Regions from separate parts of the Zea mays genome. Here region 1 is linked to region 2. A link is a contact called in public Hi-C data. All regions are on one chromosome and are shown on one strand. The core of a region is the stretch at or near the end of the contact, and the rest is flanking DNA. Distances in the headings are between cores, read along the strand shown.

Region 1 (4,602 bases), core at 1,535-4,034, 940 kb after region 2:
CAGGTTGAAGATATGGATGGCAAGCTTGTACAGCACGAACTATACACTCAGCAAGCCCAGCTTGATTTATGCCTACAAATATGCACAGCAGAGATTAGTATGGCAACAAATGAGAAGCTTAGATAATGTGCTAACATAGCAGAGTACAATTGTTATGAAACTAACATTACTACTGTGCGGAAGAAAGATGGACAAAACAATGAAACTCTTCTGTTCTATTGTTTACCAATGTTAAAGGAAAAACAGAATAGTTGATGTAAATTCACCAAGATGTGATTAATATGCATATGAAGTTATGAAGGTCAACTGAATTGCTACTTTTGAGTCACTGGCAAGGGATATTATCCGAGTAGTAAACTAGTAATTGAGATTAGGTATGTCAATGGTTTTGCATTCCAATGTTAAGGGCAAATCCTCCCCATCAGGAAAATGAATTGGTGGTTGGTCATGTGCAGATGGGAAGAAATAATTATTGTGCTTTGCAATGGTTTTAGGAAATACACTGAAAAGTAGCATGAGACCGATATGCTGTTCAATAACTTGAGAGCACATATGAGAGAATATATTCAAAATCTTATGAGCAAAAGTACACAGGACATAACATTGTCACTAACCAAGATCAATGGGATGAAAAAGCATCTCTGGGACAAGGAACCTCTCGTTTGTCAAGACAAATTCCTACAGAGTTAAAATCTCATCAATGATATCATAATACCACATGGCAGCCAATACCAAGGAGGCGAGGATGTTACATTTTGACTTAATTCTGCCTTTTTCCGATCCTCGGACTTATTTGTATCCATACCATGGTCTTTGCTATCTGATACTTGAGGCAGGGTGCGATATCTAAGTGCTTCATCCATATCCTTGACAAACCCTTTCTTGTATGTTATACCATCAGGGAGAATATAAGAACATCTAAAAGGGTTATCCTTAAATGATAACCTGCCCAGAAATTGCACAGCAAGCTGCTAAGAGATTTGAGTAGCATAAAATCCCATAGTTTAGTCAACTCATTAGTAGGTCCCCATTTCAAAGGAATGTGATTTTACATCATTTAACTCATTCTTTCTTCCCTAATACAGCACAATATATTTTAAGAAAATGCCTCTAAACAACTTTCAAGCAAAGGAAACATGTACTTAATAACATTCTCTTAGCATCCGTCGACATTAATGGCATCTGGATTCTGGAGTTAGCATTGTAAATTCAGGGTGCTTTACGAAGACACTATAAACAACAATATGAGAAAACAAAAGTCCCAAGTATAGGATAGTCCCAAAAACACATTCCAGTGTCCTTAGGTTAGTTATCTATTTGTTTGTTTGACAAAGATAAGTTTTGTGTTCTTAAAATTCAAATGCTAAGGTCTTTCAAGCCTTCTAATGCCTATAGTGAAGTTTCAGCTCAAAATGCTAGTTCACCAGCTCCCACAAAAACATGTGTGCATGCACAACACCTCTAGTTCTGGAAGCTACAAAATCCAGTTTGTCAAAAAAGGTTATCAATGTGTGCACTTAAATTGGTTAAACAGACAAAGTTCAAACACTAGATGTTCCTAGATGGCCCAACCTTTAAATTTATTCAGAACTTACATGAAACATTAACCCTAAACAAACAAAAGAAGGGTTGGCACATGAAAGGTTATGAAGACAGCTGACCTGGCAAGGTGTAGATCACCAGGGACATCAAGCGAGACAAAACATAGCTTTTCCTTTGCATCATCAATGAGGAGAGTTTCATCCATAACATTAAGGGAACGGTATGAGACGAGCTCCTTGAGATAGTTTGTAAGGGCCTTGCCGCCAAGGTCCATACGCCGAACACCATAATTAAGAGTAAAGTTCTGAAGTACAGGGGATGCATGGGTGAAAGAGAAGCCACAGTCAACAACAAGGCTGCATTGGGCACGAAACATCATTGGTTGTCGGCTAGCCTCATAAAGGTGGACAAGGGAAGGACCATCTGCAACATAAAGCGAGTTGAAGCCAAACTCCTCGAACACTAGCTCATCAGTTGCATGCTGTATCGCTGGAGGGTTAAACATGGGTTCCACCAGTAACAAGGACGAGTTAGTAGGATCAACCTGGAGAAGATTGCGCAAAACCCGTTCCCACACATCCCTCTGCACCTCGGTATTGATAAGATAGCCACGGTCAATAGGACGCTTCAAAGTCATGCCAGTCACATCGACATCTTCTGCCTGCAGCTGGTCAGCCACAAGCCATTTCTTCGAGCTGGCATTGCCACCAGGGGGTTTGGCCATACAGTTGGGGACAACAGCAATTGGATCATTGTCCCCCCCAAAGCCAGCCTTGAGAAGACCACCCCCATTGTCTATCACCACCACACCCGATCCACCCGTCATTGAATATCCCTATCTTAGTTCAACCTCTTCTGAGTGCCAGGAGTACCCGACAGCAATCGATTAAGCGACGATTGATCGCCGTTTAAGCGTTTAATGCCCCCCCAGGCCACACAGTTGCGCGCGTCGTTCCCCTGTCCCAGCCGATCGTGCGGAGAACTCACCTCTCTCGTCCGTACCTGTCTCTGCCGCTACAGGATCCGCCTGTCCGCCACACTCCAAGCCCTGCGCGTCCGCCACTCCTTGGCTGGAAGTGATCGACCAGTGGCTGGCGGCGTTGGTTTGCCCAGCAGACGAAAGAGAACAAAGGAAAGGGGAACGGGAGATGGCGGCGGTATAGGGCGCTTGGAACGGGGGTTCATGCCTTCAGGGAGTAGGACGGGAGGTGGATGGGATGCCCGGCGGCGGCACTTGGCGCAGGGGACTTGCGGCGAGCATGGCGTGGCGGCCGCGTCAGGGTTTCGAGGAAGACGGAAGACCAGCCAGGGCTGCCGCACGATGTGGGCCAGCAAAACAGATGGGCCTTCACCGCCGACAGGAATGAAGAAGAAGAACTAGGGCACTTTCGTGGGCCAGCAGGCGCTTGTGGCCTCCGCGGCTCCGCCGGATGAAGAACAGGAACGCCAGGTGGGCTTAAAGACCTAGGCCTATTTGGATTCGTAGTCAGGTACTGAAGTAGTCAGGTGGGTTTGCTTAGACTCTCGACAGCGGGCGCCTCTTCGTTCAGAAAGTATACGTAATCTCTAGCCTTCAGAGCATGCTCTACTTCACCCTCTCACTTTTAAAACCAGATGTTTAACCATCTAAGAGCTAGTTTGAGAACCCCATTTACCCAAGAGATTTTATTTTCCCAAGAGAAATCAGTTCATTTTCACTTGATAAAATGAAAATCACTTGAGAAAATGGTTTTCCCAAACTAGCCCTAAACTTTATAAAAGCGGACAAATAACCTCCAAATAATTTTAGTTAACTGTTATGATGACATGACACTTGTTTAAATGGAACTATTTTGTCTTTTTTTAATTCTGTTTTTTCTACTACCATCAAAATTTTATACAATTTTACACAAATCGATAATTAGATATTATGTTAGCTGTAATTTTCTATAACATTTCTAGAAGCCATTTAATTACTAAAAATAAAAAAACTACACAAAAATAACTTAAGAGTTTTGTCTCTGATTCATTTATTATCTTATTAAGCTAAAACTTTTACTAGAGTTAAACAATACTATTCATAAACTACAAAATTTTGTGTTGCTTTTATTAAGAAAGATAGGTGTCCTTTCGTCTAATTAATAATTAAATTAATTTTACATTTGTTTTTTAGAAACACCTAGTAACAATAAAAAATGATCTCCATTTTTTACATAGATTATCTCTTAGCTAAACTAATATATACAAATATTTTCAGATTTTTTAAGAACATTAAATCTAAACCTATATAAAATTCTGAGAAATATTTACATATTTATGGGTCTAGATTTAAAATTCTCAGAAAAATCTGGAAATATTTGTGTATGTTAGTGTAGATAGGAGAAGGTTTGTGTAAAAAATGGAGATTATTTTATTAGTGTTTGGTAAGTTTTATAAAAAACAAATGCAGAACTGATTTAGATAATAATTAGAAGAAAGACCACTTAACTTTCTTAATAAAATCAACAAAAAAAATTCTTAGTTTAGTAATAGTGTTGTTTAGCTCTAGTAAAAATTTTGGTCTTATCAAAGAAGAAATGAATCAGAGACAAAAAAATATTAAGTTCTCTTTATGTAGCTTTTTTGTAATTAAACTATTACTTCTAAAATTTTACAAAAAAATTATGGTGAGTATAATATCTAATTACCAAATTTGTGTAAAACTACATAAAATTTGACACTTGTAGAAAATAGAATTAAAAAAGACAAAATTGATGTCACTTAAATCAGTGCAACATCATTAAAATGTAACATCTCAAATCCATCAATTAAAAGTAAGTTAATATTAGTTGCTAAACCTAGTAGAGAAGAAAGAATTCTACAATAAAAGAAAGAAATAGCATAAAAATATAACCCAAGAGATTTTATTTTCCCAAGAGAAATCAGTTCATTTTCACTTGATAAAATGAAAATCACTTGAGAAAATGGTTTTCCCAAACTAGCCCTAAACTTTATAAAAGCGGACAAATAACCTCCAAATAATTTTAGTTAACTGTTATGATGACATGACACTTGTTTAAATGGAACTATTTTGTCTTTTTT
Region 2 (4,255 bases), core at 865-3,364:
TGAGAGCAGTTACACCCGAGCGGTACAGGTATGGAGTTGCTTCTTCTTCATCAGTAAAGGAAGCAAACTCTGTATCTTCAGTATACTCCTCACTCACCGTTGCTGAGACAAATTCCTTTGAATCTTTATCAACTGATGCCTCTTGTGATAATGCATCTCTTGAAGAAACGCTTGAGTTATCGCCATCCAAAGGCTGGATTCGGAGGTAAACCATGGGTTGGGCATTGTTTTTGAAACTTCTCTTGGAACTGAGAGGCACAGGAACACTGGTGTCCTCATGAAACATTGCATGCTCTGCAAGGTCTAGTGTTGCAGACCCCAAATGCTGGCCCTTCAGCTTCTCCCTCCTCGGCTCATACAAGTTCAATTCAAGCAGGTTCTTCTGCCACTTTCCACTCTTGGATGACCCCTCCTTCTGGAAAATAGCCTGTAAGTTTATGAACTCATTAAATTCAATCTTCCCTGCTGTGGAACCTGACCCAATTGAAGGCGCAACAGTGCTCGTCTTTCCTGAATTGCGCTCGCCATTTTCCCAGAAGAGTACTACGGAGCGCAAAGACTTCAACGATTCAGAAGGGGGCCATGGGCTGATTTCTTGGATGAGAATATTGAAATCCACATGGAAGGCAGAATCCTTCCTTGTCTTGGTTCGGAGGCCTAGCACCATTGTTGCAGTGCAGGGTACAGACTGAGCTTACTGGATGAAGAAGAAACCAGTCTACTTCTGCAATTCACTCTGAATAGAAGAAATCAGACACAATGGATGCGAAGTCCCTGCATTCAGCAAGGCAGTGATTATCTTACTAGGTAAAGGAGAAAAGAAAAACAGTTAATGATTAAGATCGTGTGCGTCGAGACCTAATGCTAATAATAATAGCAGCAGCAGAAGCAGATGATCCTAGTGGGGATGCAGTGAATAGAAAAACTTCGTTAAAATACAAAATTTTCAGCAAAAAGAACAAGGTAGCGTAAAACCCAAATAATACGGACGCATGAGTCGATGAAGCAAAGGGAGATAACTCGAACCTAGTTAAACTAGGGAAAATGCTAGGGACAGCACGAGATCTGAGAGAAGAGACGACTTTGACCGGACTGGACTGAGACTAACCAATGCAGCATCCAGAACATGTGAAGTACCAGCCCAATACCAGAGGCAAAGAAAACAGACAGCGTCTTGCATTAAATCAAGGGCAATGGAAAGAGAAAAACAGACAGCGTCTTGCATTAAATCAGCCGGTCTGCAAGAGCAGCTCCCGTAAAGAGAACCTGAGCCATCAAGGAACCAATCAATGTTCATTGGAAAGAGAAAAAAGGGAGCATTTGGTTGAAGAAAAAGCAAAAACTTTACCCACATTAACAACAAAAGAGATGCAGAGTACTGCTAGTGCTAGCAAAGCAAAACTGCCAAGCAAACCCAAGAGGACTCGGTACGGGAATTACAATGAATGCCGATTAAATTAGCAGAAACAAGTTAGGACAACCAAAATGCAGTATCAAAAGCCAGGACAAGGGGGGAGGGAGTTGACTGGGTACAGAGCCCAAACCAATCAAGTATACTGTGAAAAAGAAGGCTCAAATGCAGAGAGAAGGATAAGACAAGGGCGGCCACGGGCAAACCGAAGTAAACGGGTCAAGAACCGCAGCTGCAGCAGTTACCTGAATCTAGCAGGGGCAGGCCAATCCAGACGCAATGCAACGAACCGGAGAAGATTGATGGGGAGGATGCATCGGCTGGAGAGGATTTCAAACGTCGGGGTAAGGGGAATGATGTCTGTTCGGCGAGTGAGTTCGTGGACGCGCAGTCCAGGTTGTCGGTGTGTGGGGCTAACAAGGCGGATACAAGAAGCCGGACGTCTTCCTCTGCCTCGAGGAGGAGACGAAGAAGAGATCGTGGACCCAAAGCAAAGCGGAATAAACTATTCCGGAGGAGAGGAAAGAAAAGAATCTGATCGAGTTTTCTAATCGAAATCTAGGGAGCTCGAGTCACACCTCACACGGAACTTTGGGGTTCTTTTGCTTGTGGAGCACCTACTCGTTCATCATTACTTGCCAATTATTACTCCTGTAATCTTCACAGTACTACACCTACTACTAGATGAATATCCTGAATATCCTGCTACAGAGTGAACATCTTTATCTCGTAGTTGCCTTGTTGCTACGATAGCAATGACCGACAAAATAAATTGGGCAGCAACGACAGAGAAAACGACAACTCCCCACAACTATTAAGTACGTGTAACGTATTAACCTGAAAGTTTTACAGAGAATCAATGTTAAACTTATCTAAGGATGGAATGACATCCGCAATTTTACATCATATTCGTTTTGTATTGTATAACAAAGAAATGAGATAATTGAAATTGTAAAATGGTCTATGGAAAGTATTTTGCAATGAGCTTGTCAACATGAAAAATCAAATTATAAATGTGTGAGAGCATAACAGCTCGAGGTTGAAGCATCTAGACAACAAAGTGGCGTATCAGGATAAGAGGTTTGGGTCCTGCTAGCCACTTCAACTTCCCGTTGACAATGTCAAGTTGCAGACTTCCTCCAGATTCATCAAAAGCATACTGAAATGGTGAAACATTGTGCCTAGAATTAGTAATGTGATGTCGAACTCTAGTTCATCTATAAACCTGATATAGATAATAAGGAAGCTCAGGAAATTGGTCAAGTTAATTTCAACTTATAGTATGTTGCAAAATGGGTTGCACAAAGAAACATAATTACACTTAAAGATCACATCCTAGAATTTAAAACTTCCTCTCATTTAACCATAGCATCTTTCTAAGTGTTGTGGAAAAGATCTAAAATGTGGGTGGTGTCAAGTCTGCCGAACGCGACACCAAAGACAGGCTAGTGCTCTTCGCCATCACTGATATAGACATGGAAGCAGTGCTCATTGTCCGAGACGTCGTCACATGAATTATGTAAAAGAGGCAAGATTGAATGTTATGCTCCATCAACTGAAGTAACTCCATGAGCTAATTCATAGGAATGCATATAGCTTTGAAGTAAATATTATTTTCAAGTACAATGCAATTTACATTTGGTGGAATCACATATTTGTAAACACTATATATCAAACAACACAAAGTACTTAGATTAATAGGCTCTTGTGTGAGAAAAATCAGAGGGCGGGTGGAGGAACGTCGGCCCCTATGTTGGGTACCAGGCGTATGCGTGTTGAATCAATTGATGATTGGAAAAGCCCCAACCGTGGCATACAAATAGGTGTACACAGATCATAGTTCGTAACTCAAGGAGCCATATTTGGTAGCTTATAATTACATGACATTCTAATCTCAATGAGATCCCAAAAATCCGGACTGTTCTCTATATACACAGTTTGTTACACAAGGCAAGATACGCACAACAGATTCTTCTAGAACTCTTTCATCTAACATCCTCGCTCAATCACAGACGAGATAGGTTGAGATTGAACTTGAATTGTTCTAGAGACCGAACTGGCAATGGCTTGGTGAAACCATCTGCAACTTGATCACCTGAAGATATAAAATCAATATCCAGAAGTTTTCTAGTCACTCGTTCTCTGACAAAATGATAATCCACTTCTATGTGTTTAGTCCTGGCATGAAAATTGGGTTTGCTGACAAGTACTTTGCACCAATATTATCACACCATAGTTTAGCTGCTCTTGGGCAATTAATCTTGAGTTCATATAGTAAAATCTAGATCCACATCACCTCTGCAGTAGCATTGACAATTGCCTTGTATTCAGACTGTACTAGACCTTGATACAGTGGGTTGTTTCCTTGAACTCTTGATGAGGACATCACTATGAGTACGACTACACCAGCAACACCTCCACATCAAGCGCCACTTCCTTCATTAGCTGGGCCAATCACTCAGGCCCGTGCCAGAGATCTTAACTTCGTCATGCTACTGAAGAATGAGGGACCAGAAGAATAGACGACCAGCCCAACTGCGGCCCATAGTGGACGACCTAGGGTTGGTCGCCCCTAGGGGCTGCGCCCCCTCTCTCTATTTATCCAGGAGCCGCGCCTCCTTTGTTCTTCGAGTTTTGTTTTACATCTAGCTTTAGCTACCCCAGAACACGCACAAATACGTGTTGTCCTCTGTGATTCAGAACTCCACTTCGAGTGATATTAAGATTGCTCGCATCTTTTTCTTGTTCGTTCTTCGATTGCGCACAGGAAACGATCTTCGTGATCAGGCCGATCTCGCATCAGCAAGATCAGTAACCATTAGGAGTTGGTTCAGCGATTGCATT

What was found. A called contact is a pair of places that touch in the nucleus more often than the background predicts.
Region 1: a contact with region 2 is called in a Hi-C map of ear, with 4 times the contacts expected there. The contact joins the promoter of LOC100284728 here to the promoter of LOC103641028 in region 2. A contact is called at or near these places in 2 of 25 Hi-C or Micro-C datasets (ear and tassel).

The regions. Positions count from the first base shown.
Region 1 is chr10:40,330,727-40,335,328 of Zm-B73-REFERENCE-NAM-5.0, forward strand. LOC100284728 reads right to left here and starts at 2,785. Exons shown (of 7, transcript NM_001367196.1): 1 at 1,662-2,785; 2 at 753-945; 3 at 615-678; 4 at 1-72. The coding sequence starts at 2,368.
Region 2 is chr10:39,393,751-39,398,005 of Zm-B73-REFERENCE-NAM-5.0, forward strand. LOC103641028 reads right to left here and starts at 2,115. Exons shown (of 9, transcript XM_008664441.3): 1 at 1,657-2,115; 2 at 1-774. The coding sequence starts at 667.